5 separate regions of the Sus scrofa genome follow, and regions 2, 3, 4 and 5 are each linked to region 1. Evidence: chromatin contacts called from public Hi-C and HiChIP or PLAC-seq data. All regions are on one chromosome and are shown on one strand. The core of a region is the stretch at or near the end of the contact, and the rest is flanking DNA. Distances in the headings are between cores, read along the strand shown. Region 1 has its middle 18 kb from the start of GRB7. Region 2 has its middle 16 kb from the start of ZPBP2. Region 3 holds the start of PGAP3 (post-GPI attachment to proteins factor 3). Region 4 holds the start of STARD3 (StAR related lipid transfer domain containing 3). Region 5 holds the start of IKZF3 (zinc finger protein Aiolos).

The links. Hi-C and Micro-C count contacts between places; a contact is called where the count stands out from the background. HiChIP or PLAC-seq counts read pairs in DNA pulled down with a chosen protein or histone mark.
Region 2: an H3K27ac HiChIP or PLAC-seq map of alveolar macrophages shows a contact between it and region 1. The contact joins two enhancer-like sites. A contact is called at or near these places in 2 of 47 Hi-C or Micro-C datasets (embryonic fibroblasts and epiblast stem cells) and 1 of 2 datasets of contacts at active chromatin or transcription factors (alveolar macrophages).
Region 3: an H3K27ac HiChIP or PLAC-seq map of alveolar macrophages shows a contact between it and region 1. The contact joins the promoter of PGAP3 here to the enhancer-like site in region 1. A contact is called at or near these places in 1 of 5 promoter capture datasets (liver), 10 of 47 Hi-C or Micro-C datasets (alveolar macrophages, blood, embryonic fibroblasts and 5 more) and 2 of 2 datasets of contacts at active chromatin or transcription factors (alveolar macrophages and skeletal muscle).
Region 4: an H3K27ac HiChIP or PLAC-seq map of alveolar macrophages shows a contact between it and region 1. The contact joins the promoter of STARD3 here to the enhancer-like site in region 1. A contact is called at or near these places in 14 of 47 Hi-C or Micro-C datasets (alveolar macrophages, blood, embryonic fibroblasts and 9 more) and 2 of 2 datasets of contacts at active chromatin or transcription factors (alveolar macrophages and skeletal muscle).
Region 5: a Hi-C map of liver shows a contact between it and region 1, with 5 times the contacts expected there. The contact joins the promoter of IKZF3 here to the enhancer-like site in region 1. A contact is called at or near these places in 8 of 47 Hi-C or Micro-C datasets (alveolar macrophages, blood, embryonic fibroblasts and 2 more) and 1 of 2 datasets of contacts at active chromatin or transcription factors (alveolar macrophages).

Annotation. Positions count from the first base shown.
Region 1 is chr12:22,563,574-22,566,549 of Sscrofa11.1, reverse strand. No RefSeq gene overlaps it. Among named protein-coding and RNA genes, the nearest start is that of GRB7, 18 kb to the left of the region's middle. Within about 2 kb of position 1,414, at least 38 of the 83 cell types and tissues checked have an H3K27ac peak or open chromatin away from gene starts, as enhancers often do. A contact at or near this core is called in alveolar macrophages, embryonic fibroblasts, liver and 4 more, where this site is marked.
Region 2 is chr12:22,445,417-22,448,116 of Sscrofa11.1, reverse strand. No RefSeq gene overlaps it. Among named protein-coding and RNA genes, the nearest start is that of ZPBP2, 16 kb to the left of the region's middle. Within about 2 kb of position 1,301, at least 13 of the 83 cell types and tissues checked have an H3K27ac peak or open chromatin away from gene starts, as enhancers often do. A contact at or near this core is called in alveolar macrophages, where this site is marked.
Region 3 is chr12:22,629,032-22,631,731 of Sscrofa11.1, reverse strand. PGAP3 (post-GPI attachment to proteins factor 3) reads right to left here and starts at 1,313. Exons shown (of 7, transcript XM_013979725.2): 1 at 981-1,313. The coding sequence starts at 1,161.
Region 4 is chr12:22,679,396-22,682,199 of Sscrofa11.1, reverse strand. It overlaps STARD3 (StAR related lipid transfer domain containing 3), which reads left to right and starts at 1,515. Exons shown (of 15, transcript NM_001143725.1): 1 at 1,515-1,564. PPP1R1B (protein phosphatase 1 regulatory subunit 1B) reads left to right here. Exons shown (of 6, transcript XM_021067047.1): 6 at 170-956. The coding sequence ends at 219.
Region 5 is chr12:22,465,049-22,467,920 of Sscrofa11.1, reverse strand. It overlaps IKZF3 (zinc finger protein Aiolos), which reads right to left and starts at 1,535. Exons shown (of 8, transcript XM_005653923.3): 1 at 1,248-1,535. The coding sequence starts at 1,254.

The DNA.
Region 1 (2,976 bases), core at 165-2,664:
TCCAGCCAATGGGCACGTGTTCCTCTGCATCTACCTGCCCAACTCCGCCCTGAGTCAGACCCAAAACAGTGTAGAAGTGGGCATTCCTAACAGACAGAACCTTCCCCAATTTTCCAAAAGATTCCAGGCTCTCTCCTTTCTCCCAGCCTTGGCCCATCCACAGCCCTCTTACACCCATCGATTCCATACAGGTTCCCGTCTTTTCGTTCCCTTCTCCCAAGCTGAGCCATCCGTCCCACACAGCTAAGGGATGAGCTGCGGGTGGGAAGGGGCGGCTGGGAGAGTAGGAGTGGGGACGCACGCGGGGACCCATCCAGCAGTCGCTCTGGCTCCCCAACACTTGATCTGCACCCACCGCTCGCTCTTCCTCCCCCTTCTCGCCGGGGAACAATCCGGCCCGTGTGCAGTCAGTGGCAGTGACCGGCGCCAGCCGAGCAGTTGGGGAGATGCGGTCGCCGGGCTCGAGGGAGCCGCCTCCGGCTCTGCGGCGGAAAAGCCTGCCGGCTTTGCCAGGGGGCGAGCTCCGGAGGCCTGACTTTCAGCACATCCGGCCCCGCCAAGGCAGCCGAGGATGCGTCGTCTATCCTCTGGCCTGACGAAGGAGGCTCGCTTGGGGCCACAGCAATGAGCCCATCCGTCGCGGGGCAAGGGGGTTGATTTGCTCTTCGCTGAGAGCCTGTGGGCCGGGTGGAGGCCTCTAGAGACCAGGCGGGTGGAGGAAGGTTCTGCAGGCCACAAACAAGCACGGAGGATGCTTCGGGGGCGAAGGCGGCGGTGGGCTCGGGTCATCCAGCTCCTTTGGACCCGCGCCCCCGCCTCCCGACGGCCTGGGCCGGCTCAGCCGCGCGGCTGCAGCGACACCCAGTGGCTATGGTGGGAAGTGCAGGCGCCTCTTCCTTGGTTCCCGCTAAGGTCTGTGCCGCTAGAGGTTCCCACTAGTGGTTACGGACGGGCACTCCCAGGAGAGAAGGCCTCGCTTTGCAGACTGCCCCACGCGGCACTTCCCCTTCCCCTCCCCCAGTTTCCTCCCCAGCAGTCGCCCGAGTGCTGGGAGATCCTGCAAGGCTGCAGTGCCCGGAAGGGCGGGGCGTGGCACAGCAGCGGCGCTGGGCTGTGACCCTGAGCGGTTTCACTTCTGGATCCTGCTTGGGGTGTGATGGGAGAGTACCCGGGCTGGGGGAGGAGGGGGGACACGCGGCGTGCCAAGGTCCAGTGCTCGGGACCCCGAGTGAGGGATGGCGTTTCACTCCTGGGGTGTCACGCAACCCACGCTTTCTTCCATTTTCCACCCCCACCCCCAAGTCCCATGGGTTCCACTCGGCTGTCCCCGGAGCTGCCGCTGCTCCTTAGCAGCCGCCGCCTCCGCGGGGGCTGTCGACCCCCGGAGAGGCCCCGAGCGGCGTGGGCGGCAAGAGGAGCGAGCTGTGAAGCCGCAGGCAGGGGGTTAGGCTGCGGGCTGCTGAGACGCCCGAGCTGTTTCTCAGAAGTGCAGCTGCCCCTCCCCTCACACCCCCCTCAACTCCCACCTCGCACCGCACCTCTTCCCCCCTCCGCCCGACCTTGGCTTTCCTCTCCCAGGCACCCCCAACCCGGGAATCTGGTGTCTGGGTTTATGCAGAGTTAAGAGGAGGTCCCGAGAAGAGGCCAGGGGCCCGGACCCGACCTCAGTGCCCATATCCATTGTCACCTTGCTGTCCCCATGCCCCGCCCCACCCCACCCCCACTTTGTGGGCCAGGGCTGGAATTTTATAGAATGGTTTTCTCTGACCACTTGAGAGAATCAAAGGCCGCCGTCACTCTAGCTCCGGCGCCCCACCTCCCTCCCAGTGCCTGAGTTTGGGGGAGAGAAAGAAGAAGGGCCAGAACCATCTTTCTCTCCTATTCTTGTTTCTAGATTTGGGGAAAGGCCTGGCTGGAGCGCGGGGTTGAGGCCAGGTTGCCTGTTGGATCCCTGACTCTAGGGGGAAAGCAAAGCCCAGACAGGGACGGCAGGGTGCTCAGGGGCAGGTAGAGAGCAGCCGGGCTGGGATTGGAACCCAGGAGTCCAAATACTCAGCTGGCGTCTGCACAAGGCCGGCCTTTGCTATACAGAGACTTTGCTGGATTCACTGATTCTGCCTGCTTTCCCCCAACACATGCACACACAACCCCCTCCCCCCCACACACACACCCAGGAGTCTAGAGGAGAGCAGTCAGTGTCTGTGAGTGAGAGGGAGATGGAGGTGCTGAGAATGGGATTCCTGTGGGGGTTGCATGGGGATGGAGCCCTGGGAGGACAGCCTGGAGGAGGAGGCAGCATCTGCCCCCCTAGTTCCCATCCCCCAGCTGCCCCCAGGGCTGTGGTTTATTTGACTAGGCGGCTCTTCTGGGGGGCCTGGGGGGTTTGTGGGGGAAGGAGAGGTGATGGGAAAAGGCTGCTCTGGGGCTTCCTGCCCCCTCAGTCCTGGGGAAAGGGAGGGGCAATTTACATCACCCGCAGGCCCTCTAACCTCCATTCTTTCCACTGAAGGCTCCTTCCTTGGGTGTGCTCGTGTTATTCTGGGGGAAGGTCTGTTATTTTGGGGGGAAGGGAGGCAGCTGCCTACTTCACAGGTCAGGACGGAGTTAAAAACAAAACCGCAACAAATTCAACACCCCGTGTCCTTCAGGGACTTTCCATGACACCTTCCTTCCCCCCTCTCCCCCAAGCCAGGGAGCACCTCCCCAGAGGGCCTCCCCACCCCAGGTGCAGTGGCTTTTGGCTTTTATGCAAACAACTGTCTGCCTGGGAATGCTCGGGTGCCAGACCTTGTGTCCTGGCCACAGGAGCTCCTCCACCCTCCCTCAGTGTTCTTGGCCTTCCCAGAACTGTCACCGTCCCCTCCCCAACTCTTCCTTGGCCTCTGGATTCCAGGGGATGGGAGGGAGGGAAGGGAGCTAGGTCCTGGTCCCCCTGCCTGCTCGCCTGCCTGCCTGCCGGGTGGCAGTTGCCTGCAG
Region 2 (2,700 bases), core at 52-2,551, 120 kb after region 1:
TCAACTTACTGTGCCACAGTGGGAACTCCCCAGAATACAAACATTTTAATGATAGAATTTAAAGGGAAACTTTTGTCTCCTGAAGAATTAAATGTCTCGGAGTTCCCATCACGGCTCAGCCAGGTTTATGTATTCAGAACATAGATAAACTGACAGGTTAGTATGATTATCTTTGGCTCTTTGAGTGGTAATAGTTTTATAGTCAAAAACAAATACTAGTTAAGAACCTGACTAGTATCTGTAAGGATGTGGGTTTGACCCCTGGCCTCAATCAGTGAGTTAAAGGATCTGGCATTATTGTGGCTATGGCATAGGCCAGCAACTGCAGCTCTGATTTGACCCCTAGCCCAGGAACTTCCATATGCCACAGGTGCGGCCCTAAAAAAAGAAAAAGAAGGGGGAGTTCCTGTCGTGGCACAGCGGAAACGAATCCGACTGGGAACCATGAGGTTGCAGGTTCGATCCCTGGGCTCACTCAGTGGGTTAAGGATCTGGAGTTGCCATGAGCTGTGGGGTAGGTCACAGACACGGCTCAGATCTGGCATTGCTGTGGCTGTGGTGCAGGCGATTCAGCCCCTAGCCTGGGAAACCATATGCTGTGGGTGAAGCCCTCAAAAAGACAGAAAAAGTATATATTTTGGACATATTTATTCTCTAGTTTTCATTTGTTATCACAGTAGGCAGATGCTCTAATTATTCACATTTTACAGTGTGCAGAGGCACATAATTGTACGTAATTTGCTCAAGGTTACACAGCAGGTAAGAGAGTTGGCATTGAAAGTCTCCAGGATCTAGGCTCTTAATTACTAATTCTGTCTTTCACAGTGAGTTTTACCTTAACAGGTAATAACTATTCTAACATTTTATATGAGCTCTTCAAACAAAACTGTTCAGTGGGAAAGTGCCCACTGGGCAAATAAAATACAGCAAAATACAAATTTTAACCCCAGTGAAGGAAAACTAATAGACTAGATTAAAGGGTGAACTAGTGATGAAACTGCTTTTTGATGACGCTGCCTCCGGTTTGACGTTTCCTCCCCCTGCTTAGAAAATCCCACAGGGTGTAGGCACTCCTCTTGAGTTGGTGGATTTCTTTTTTTCCCTAAGGCGGGAAGCTATTTTCTCCCTCTATGTTTTGTTTTTTACCCTCAGTGCCCTTAAACTCTTTAGGTTGCTGCCATATTTGCATCTTAACTGTGTTCGCCCTTGGCAAGCTTTCCTTACCCACACGCATCTGATAAATGTTTCTCAGGCCCCTCTTGACTTCCTCCTTCAGTTTCACAAGTTTCTTCAGTCCCTCGGAAGGAAGCACATAGATAAACTGACAGATTAGTATGATTACCTTTAGCTCTATGAGGGGTAATCGTTTTATAGTCAAAAACAAAACTGGATCTCAAGAAAAAAAGTAATTTTTAAGTTACAATCCCTGCTGGGTTTGTGCAGAGTCAGTGACATAGAGTGGAAATTATTTTCTTACGGTAGCAGGCTTTTTATTTCACCAATAATCCATTTCTCAGATTGAAAATTTACATAGCCCAAGAACTGTTGTATTTCTTACTGAGCCAGAGATTGTAGCTATCAGGAAGGAATATAACTTCAGCAGCTATGGCACAATAATGAATTATGCAGATCCAGAGGACCTTTAAGGTTGCAGAAACATGACTGGTGCCAAGGTATAGATCCTTGCTAGATATGTGACCTGAAGTTTGGATGAACACATGTCATGCTATCACTTTGGATCATTCCTGGGTAACACGCTGATACCTAGCCGGGGAAACAAATGGAGCAGTGAGGGTGTTTGGAAAACAAAGATAAGAAACAGGAAGCAAAGAGAAAAGAAAGTGCTTCAAACCAGCCAGCTATTGACTAGAAAAAGTTGCATACAACTTAAGGCGTAGAGGAAGCACATCTCAGTCCAAACGAGCCTGAGGTCCCTTTCTTGGAGATGCAGGGCCCACAGCTTTGAAGAGTTCTCATGCAGGCTCCTGGACCCTGCCTCACCTCTGTGGAAGTTTTCTGGAATGTGGTTCACACAGACGGAAGTCAACCGGATTTTTTTAATGCAGAGGGAAGACTAAACTGGGGGTGGAGATAAGTGCATTGGACTCCCCCTTCTTTTTTATGGCCCAGCTGTTTGAGTCTAATATCCAGTGGTTTTCAAAGCATCTTGCAAGACGTGTCTCCCCTGAATGACAGAAAGCGAGTGAGGAAGACACCTGCAGTTTGCAATGGAAATGGCTTCCTATTCTAGTCCTGACTCTTTATCATTTTCTATCTTTGGCAAAGACAGTTTTGTCATCCCTGCTGTGGGGAAACTAATACCAGTTTCAGCCTCATTTATAATGTAACTCCATGTAATCATATAATTTGTATGAAAGAGCTGTGTAAACCATAAAACACCAACAATTCTAAGGCTCTGTATTAGCGTGTAGGGCCTGTGATAGACGTAGTGATCCTACACGGGCAGGAATCCATCGCTTTTCATGGTAATTTGTATACATTCAATTAATAAGTTTTTATTTCCTGCAGGTGCTATGCTCAGTAGTCTTGGTCTCTGTCACCAGGGAGGCACAGACAAATGTCTGAGACAGATAGGATACTCTGATGAAGTGCCATTGTGACCTAGGTAGCAGCTTAAGACCCTCTGTCCCTTGGGTATTTAGGTGGTAGATTTGACACAGATTTCAGAAGGTGGGTAGA
Region 3 (2,700 bases), core at 64-2,563, 65 kb before region 1:
TGCTGGATGTGCCCATATCTGCCCAGGGCCTCCACTCTCTGTTTCCTCTGTCTGGCATGCAAAGCGGATAGTAAAGAGAACACACTTGTAGTCAAACAAGCCAGAACAGAAAACTCTGCTTTACCACTTACTAGCTGTGTGACTTTGGGCGGGGCACTAAACCTCTCTGAGTCTCCCATCTATAAAAATCAGGTTAAGAGAATCGACCTCAAAGGTTTGTTGTGAAAATTAACTGAATAAGTGCCCACTATGGCCACAGATCTAAATTTAATGTATCCATCTGGAAGCCCTTCCTTTACAGAATGTTCCAAAACAATCACTGCCCCCACATTTTCAAAGCCAGAAATGATTCCTCCCTCCCCTACATGCTCCTACTGCTTAATCGCTTAGGGCTCAAATCGTCCTCTGCAGGAATTACCATCCTGGCTCACTACTCATCCAGACTAGTATCCATGAGGACGTGGGTTAGATCCCTGCCTCGCTCAGTGTGTTAAGAATCCTGCTGTGATGAGCTGTGATGTAGACTGCAAACACTGTTCAGATCCGGCATTGCCGTGGCTGTGGTATAGGCCGGCAGCTGCAGCTCCAAGTCAACCCTAGCCTGGTAATTTCCAAATGCTGCAAGTGCGTCCCTAAAAATAAATAAATAAATAAATAAATAAAAATAAATTGTCCTCTTCCTTGTATTTGAGAAGGCTGAAGTCCCAGGTAGGGACTCAAAGTCCCTAAGGGCTGGACCCTGGTCTGATTTCAGTGTCATTCCAGGGATTTGTACCCAGGAGGTGGTAAATGCCCATTTGACTAAGTAAGAAAAAGTAAATGAAGCTCCTGGCTGATGAGGATCACCAGAGCTTCCACTCATCTTATGTTCATAATGGATTCAGGGGAGGAACGAAAACACACACTGCAGGGGTAGCAACTGGGGGCGAAGGGGCGGGGCCAAGATAAATGGGCGGGGTCTACCGCGGGGTGGGGCTTACCTGCTAGACTCATGTAGATTGGCTGGTGGGAGCGGAAGTGCTTCAGTGCGCCCCCGGAGCAGTTCCGCTCCTCGCACTGGAGCAAGCAGTCACGGTACACCGGCTCTCGGTCGCCCTGTGAACCGCTTGCTAGTGCGGCTGCTCCGGCTAGCAGCAGCAGCCGCGCCGTCCGCCAGGCCATCCCTTCACCCTGGCCCTCCGCCGGCGGAGGAACTTAAGTTCTCTCACTTCCGGGATAGCCGGAAGTGCCTTGTGTTCTTTCGCAAACTCTCCGCTGACGTCCACCCTAGTTTAAATAAAAGTTCCCGGATTTTTCTGGGCGCCTGCCCCGCCTCCTGTCTTATTCTTATCTGCATAAAACGTGCGAAAGGGTTAGGGAAGGGAGACGCCAGGTGAGTTAAGAAGCAAAATAAAGTTGTATTTTATCAACATCCGTGTTCTTTTTTCTCCGGGGTCTCTTAATTTGAACTGGGGCTGTTTTTCGGTTCCCAGCCTTATCGGATTTCCACTTCCTAATGTACCTGAAACTGTCCACTTTTCTCCTTCTCCACTGTCACCACCACCCTGTTTAAAGTCATCAGGGAGTTCCCATCGTGGCGCAGTGGTTAATGAATCCGACTAGGAACCATGAGGTTGCGGGTTCGATCCCTGCCCTTGCTCAGTGGGTTAACGATCCGGTGTTCCCGTGAGCTGTGGTGTAGGTTGCAGACGCGGCTCGGATCCCGCGTTGCTGTGGCTCTAGCATAGGCCGGTGGCTACGGCTCCGATTCGACCCCTAGCCTGGGAACCTCCATATGCCGCGGGAGCGGCCCAAGAAATAGCAAAAAGACAAAAATAAAAAAATAAATAAAAATAAAAAAATAAAGTCATCAGCATCTGTCACCGAGGCAGCTGTAGTAGCTTTTTAACACATCTCCCTGCCTCTACTTAAACCCCCTCCAGCCCATGCTCCAATTTCAAAAATTCAATTTTGATCATTTCACTTTTTCCTTCTTAAAATTCTTTCCAGGCTCTCACTTACCTCAGGATAAAATCGTAACTCCACAAGCCCTGCAGGATCTGGCTCCTGCCTACTGGTCTCCCTCACTACTCTGCCTCTGACCCACTTCAAGGGGCCATGTCTCTCAAGCTCCCTAGCTTTACCCCGTCTGTATCACTCTTAATCCCACTCCTGCTGATTTTTCTAGTCTCAAAATAAAGACTACTTCTGAGGGTGATAACACCTGGAAGGTGATATACAGTGGTCTGTTTTCCCTGGCAGAGTGAGGACCTCTGCTGTCTTGTTTTACTACTCTACTACCAGTACTAGTAGAGAATTTGGCTCAGGGTAGGCGCTCGCTAAGAACGCGGTTTTTTTGTTTGTTTTTAAGTGAATGAATAACGTAATTCGGCGTAAGAATTTGTGTGCCAAACCAAGGCTGTCAAATCACCAGAGTGATTCAGATGACGTTGAGGTAGGAGAGGGAGGTGTAGTATTTCAAGGAATATTAAGAGGAGGATCTTTGGGAATAGGAGGACGTTTGCTTTAGTATCACCCCTCCTCCCCACTCTATCCCCAGCACAAGCACACAACCCGTCTGATTGAAGCACCGACGCCTTATAGCTAGATGCATAATTAGTGTGGGTGCAGATTAATGACTGCCTTTCCTCCTGTCCACTCTCTCCACCCCTGGCCAACTTTTTCTTTTTATCTTGGGAGATGGAATGAACCGAAAGTAAA
Region 4 (2,804 bases), core at 266-2,765, 120 kb before region 1:
GTCTGGAGGGTCCCTGGGAGCGCCCACCCCCTCTGGATGAGCCCCAGAGAGTTGGAAGCTCTGAGAACCAAGTGGAAGACCCCGCATTAAGTGGTGAGGCTTGGGGAGGGTTGGTGTTGTGATCTTGGTAGGCGTGGCCAAGCCCTAAGTTCCTTTGCTTGCCTTGCAGAGCCAGGGGAAGAGCCACAGCGCCCTGCCCACCCTGAGCCTGGCACATAGGTACCAAGCCCTGCATCTCCCAGATGGAAGTGGAGAGGGCATTGCTGTTCCTCAGAAACCCACCCCATCCCTACCCTATTTTGTACCTTTCTCAATTGCTAGGGCTGCGGCTTCTAGAAGACTAAGGCTGGTCTGTGTTTGCTTATCTGCCCACCTTTGGCTGATGCTCAGAGTCCCTGGGCACTTGCTGCCTGATGCCTACCCCTGCCAGTCATTCCCCCATTCACTGGGTGGGAGCTGGGGTGTGAGAGTCTGCATTGGAAAACTCAGTAAATGGGGGACAAAGGTTCATCCTTCACAATTCTACTCCCCAGACCCTCTCCCCTGGGCATAGGAAACCCACAGGGCAGGACCCTAAGATCTGGGGAAAGAGGGTACTGAGAACTTGTAAGTGCCCACAGATCCTTCTCCATCCCCTGGGAATTCCTTCTCACTGGCGTCTACCAGGGCCCAGGATTCAGGCATCCTTTCCACAGCCTCCACATTTTGGAAATCTTCCCCTTATCACCTGCTCCCCAGCCTGGGTGCCTGGAAGATGGACTGGCAGAGGCTGCTTTGTTGCCTTTTGTTTGTGCTTTGATGCCAGGAATGCCGCCTAGTGTAAGTCCTTGGGAGGAGGGGCAAACAGTGGGGGATCTAGGCTCTCCTTGTCCTCCAGCTGCTCTGTCCTCTTCCCTTCTTCCCTGACTCCAGGCCTGAACCGCTCCCCTGCTGTAATAAATCTTTGTAAATACCTGTGCTGAGACTTCTCTTTCAGGGAAAAGGAGAGGGAGGAGGAGGTTCACTATGTGGTAGTCATCCAAGGGTCAGGTCCTTGACCGTAATGTCCAGTCCTCTAGTTTGCAGCCTTGACTGCAGCCAAGTTCCAAGCCCTCTTAGGAAGGACCACAGACATTCTAGATCCTGCTAGGGAGGTGGAAAGAGGTGGGGCGGGGGCGGGGGCGGGGTGGAGAGAAGAGGGGTGCTTCAAGAGTAACTGGATTCCTCGTCCTCCAGGCCCGCAGGCCTCCCCTCAGGAAGCTCCCCTTTTTTCTCCAGAGTGCTAGGCCTCTGTGGCCCAATAAGCACGAAACCCCTGGGCTTCTAATTCCTCTTTTCAAGCCTAACTTTAGCAGCAGCCCCCATTTCCCGCCCTTGTGGGCGGGGCCTGAGGGCTTGGGGGCGGGGTTGGGAGAGGGGGCGGTGCCTCGGGCCTAGTACCTCCCGGTTCGCTCCCGGGGGCGGACTCAGTGGCGGAAGTGGCGCCGAGAGGAGATCCCCTTCCGCTCGGAGGCGCCGCCGAAGCTTCGGAGCCAGATTGCGGCTGGGGCTGGGAAGAGCCGGAGCCGTGGCTGACATGGTGCAGGTGGGTCCGCGAGAGGTCACTGGGACCGGGTGGTGGTACGAGGGCTACGTCTCGCCGATGGATCCTGGCTCCCTAGCCGGTGTCCGTTCGTGGTTCGGTCCGACCCTTCCCACACCCTCCGCGCTCCAGGTTCCGCCCCCTTCCTATGCTCGGCCTCGCTCCACTCAGCGCGGGGTTGGAGGGTCGTCTGCGTTGACCCTCTACGGCCCCGCCTACTCGAGAGAGCCTTGGAAAGGCGTCCCGGATCGCCCTCCAAAGCCTCTCACGTTGCTGTGAGGGAAGAAGCAAGGGGAAGGTATCAGGGTATTAAAGGTCAGGATCTGGGGAGGGGTCAGGATCTGAGAATGAGGAGGAAAATATTTCCAAGTTCCTGGAGGTCAATGTCTCACCGTCATCCGGTCTCCCTCAACTTCCTTTGGAAACGACAGTGAATGACTTCCCAGTTGACATTATAAGGGCCCTTTAACGTATCTTTCTTGAGTTCTTAGAGGAGCATAACACCAGTGACATAAATTCTCAATTGCAGTAGTGAACACGTACCCATCACCCTCTTTTTTGGCTTCCACCGCGTCGGCATCCCCTTATTTTCCTCCTGCTCTTCTGACTGTAGAAGCACGGTTTCACATTCATCTCTCTTGCTCAGCCAGCCTCTTAACTCTGGATCTGGATGGTCTCATCCACTCTCATGGTTTCAGCTTTACACCACCTACATACCCCAGTCGTGTCCAGATCTACCTTTTCACCGAAGCCTCTCCCTGGAGCCTCAGTTGGCCTTAGGCTACTAGTTGGACAGCTCCACTTCAGCTGGAATTCACTCTGTCTAAACTTGAACTGCTCTTTTCCCCTGCAGATTCCTTCTTTCTCTGCCACCCCATCTCAGCCAGAAACCTAATAATTATCATATATTTCTCCCTCAACTCCCATATCTAAGAGGTGACTTAGTCCAGCTGACTTCCTGAACATGCTTCACATCTAGTCCTGTGCCTCCCTCTCTTCTGTGACCACTCTCGTTGATGTGTTTCTCACCAGGATGACCACAGTGGCTTTCCAGCAACTTCCAGTCATGGCTGCCTGCAGCTCAGTCTCCAAACTGCAATTCTTCTCATCCTTGAAAAACACAATTCATAGTATCACTTCCTTGTCGAAAACCCTTGGATGCTTTCCCATTGCCTATGGGAAAGGCTGCATCTTTAGCACAATTTACAGAGCTCTCTCTGATCTGACGCCTTCCCCGCCAGTC
Region 5 (2,872 bases), core at 286-2,785, 99 kb after region 1:
ACTTTTCAAATATTCAAAGTGCAAATTTTTAGACTTGTATTTTCAAATGTAAAGCATAAAGAGTTTTTCATAAGAGAACTTTGAAGTATTATTCAATAGTCATTTAAATTTTTCTATACACATACTAAATACACACTGTTCATTGATTTAGCATTTAGCATTCTACTTAGAGGGAAAAAAAATGTTTATAAAAGCCAAGTCAGTTTAAAAAAAATTGTAAACATATCCATGTACAAATTGAGGACTTAGTACCCCAGTATTGTACTCAATTACATTATGAAACAAAAATCTATCTTATATTCCAAAGTATTCAATTAGGTTTTAATAACTTCATATACTCTAGACCTAAGGCAGACAAAGATCAAGGTTCCCTGGCAATAAGAGAGCCTTAGATTACTATGAAGAAAATATCCATGCTATTCATAATATTTACCAAGTGAACATTTTATTTAGGTGTCAGTATCTCATTTATCAACAGAATGAATATATTCTCACAAATTCTGGTTTTCTGTCACTACCTCCCCCAATCTGAGATGCATCTGCCATTTTCAAACACTTGTTGAACAGACTATTGCAAAGTTTAGACTACCAAATAGTAGTGGGAAATTTTAGTTATCCCAAGGAAGTACATACTGAAACATTTTTGAGAAGCGAAGAGTTTTATGACTTTCAAAATTAATTCAAATGAAACTCAACGCGAGCTTGATTTTTGCTTTGAGTAAAGTTATCATTAGAAGATGGAGTTCCAAAGGAACCGCTAAGTGCCAATACTTTAACATTTACCTCCCCATATGACAGCATTTGCCTTTAGGAGGAAAAACAATCTCCTTTCATTCTAAAGAAGTCGCTCATATTAGCCTAATTCCAATGGACAGTAAGGCCATGGACGGAAAAAAAATCATCCAAAAGGATTAGTTATTCCAACTCAGGTTTGCTGCCAATTCAGGGACACCTCGTCCTAAGTACTCTTCCTCTGCAGACTCAAGAACTGACCCCTGACAACTCCTAAGAAATGAAATTGCGGAGAAGTTATCACTTTCCAAAGTTAAGTGCGGGGAGGGGGTAGGGAGCAAATGGGAGATGTATGAAAGCCGGCACACGCTTTGCCCTCTGAAATGCCTCATATTTACTTCTGACAAAAGAAATAAATAGAAGCAAAACCGAGATTCAGAAGGAACTCTCTCTGCTGCGTGCACCGGTCGAGCATTTCAAAGATCCCTTAGAAAAGAAGCGGGCTGGAGGCTCACCTTCCATCTCGCCGCCGGGCTGGGCTGGGCTGGGCTGGGCTGGAGCGGCGGCTCTGGCTGCCCAGTGGCTCCACGTGCTCCTGCCGTCGCCGGGACGCAGCGCGCAGCTGGCGGGAGATTCCCAGCTCGGGGAGTCCCCGGGAGCCGGCCGCCGCGTCGGCGCAGACTGAAGGGGGCAGGAGCCGGCGACCCGCCGGTGCGCGGGGTTACAGCGGCGCTGGCTGGCGGCGGCTTTAAAGGACGCTCACCGCGGAGCGCCCGGAGGTACCGCGCCTCCAGCACCCTTTTGAATGTCACAGCCCAGAAGCCGGATAGGATGGAAAGGCACCACAGTAAAATGGTCTCAAAATGTCTCTTGGCGAAGGATGTGAGTTGAGAGCGTGCTATCACGTGGAGGGGAGAGGAGGAATCTGGATAGCTCTCTTCCAAGTTTGAGTTCAGAGAGGTGTGGCAGGAATTGAGCAAAATCTGGAACTTTTGCTCTAGATTCGAGGATGAAAACCATGAAGATCATCAAGGAGCATTCACTTCACTCGATAGGTTTTTCTTCCTCACATTTTCGTTTCACGTAATAAAGTTTATTGGTCCAAGTTTTCAGAAAGTTCTAGGATAGCTTAAAAGAATTTTGGCACTTTTATCAACTCAACTTTTTCATTTTTGGAAGCAAGTCTCTCACTTTTATTTTCCCTCCTGGGAACTGCTTGCTGTATTTGTCACCACTCACAAAATACTACGTGATCTACGTATGTGTGTTTATTTTCTACTACCCTGCCTTCTTCCAAATAAGATGTGAGACAGCCTACAAAAACCTATGTATAATGTATAAGTGCTAAGTGGTGGTGGTGGTGGTGGTGGGGAGACACAATAAGATAATAACATTAACTCAAAGATGTTAACAAGCAGAGCTGTACCAACATCCATCCTCCACACTTTATAGAGGTCAGCACACTTTTGACTACAGGGAGAAGAAAAGGGAAAGGACCACATAACAATTTTTCAAAAGCAGAATTTTTCTCCACACTAAGGTCTAAGGGACATTGTTCAAGTGAGTCCTTCCTTATAAAGTTACTAAATATGCTGAATTGGACAGCATGTAAATGATTTTCAAAAAGACCACTGTCACCCTTGTTAGAAACATATTGTTAGTATACAAATATATTTGAGACTTAAGGTTGGGGGTTTGTGCATCAACAAACCACATAAGAATAAACCCACACTTAAAGTGTGCATATTATAATTTTATGCATGTTTATTTTAAACATGCTTTGGTGTAGGAGATATATATGATTTTTAATGAATTAATAACTTGTATTGGCTTTGTTTTAAGATCATGGCACCATGAAAGCATCTCTATAGCTTGTTTGGGTTGGAGCTCTACAGGATAATATCAGTTTCAGAGAAATACTCTAAACACTAGGTCTAATTTTAGTATTGAAAGGGGAAATTTGTTGTTTGTTAGTTTCTAAAAGCAAAAATAGCACATCAAAAGTAGCAGAAGAGGAACTGTAAAATTACACAGGGATGGTATAAGGATGAGTAGTTATTTGATTAAAGAGTTATAGAAAACTTTTCTACTACAATGTTCTTTATACTTAACAATGGCATGTGTCACTACTCTAAAGAAT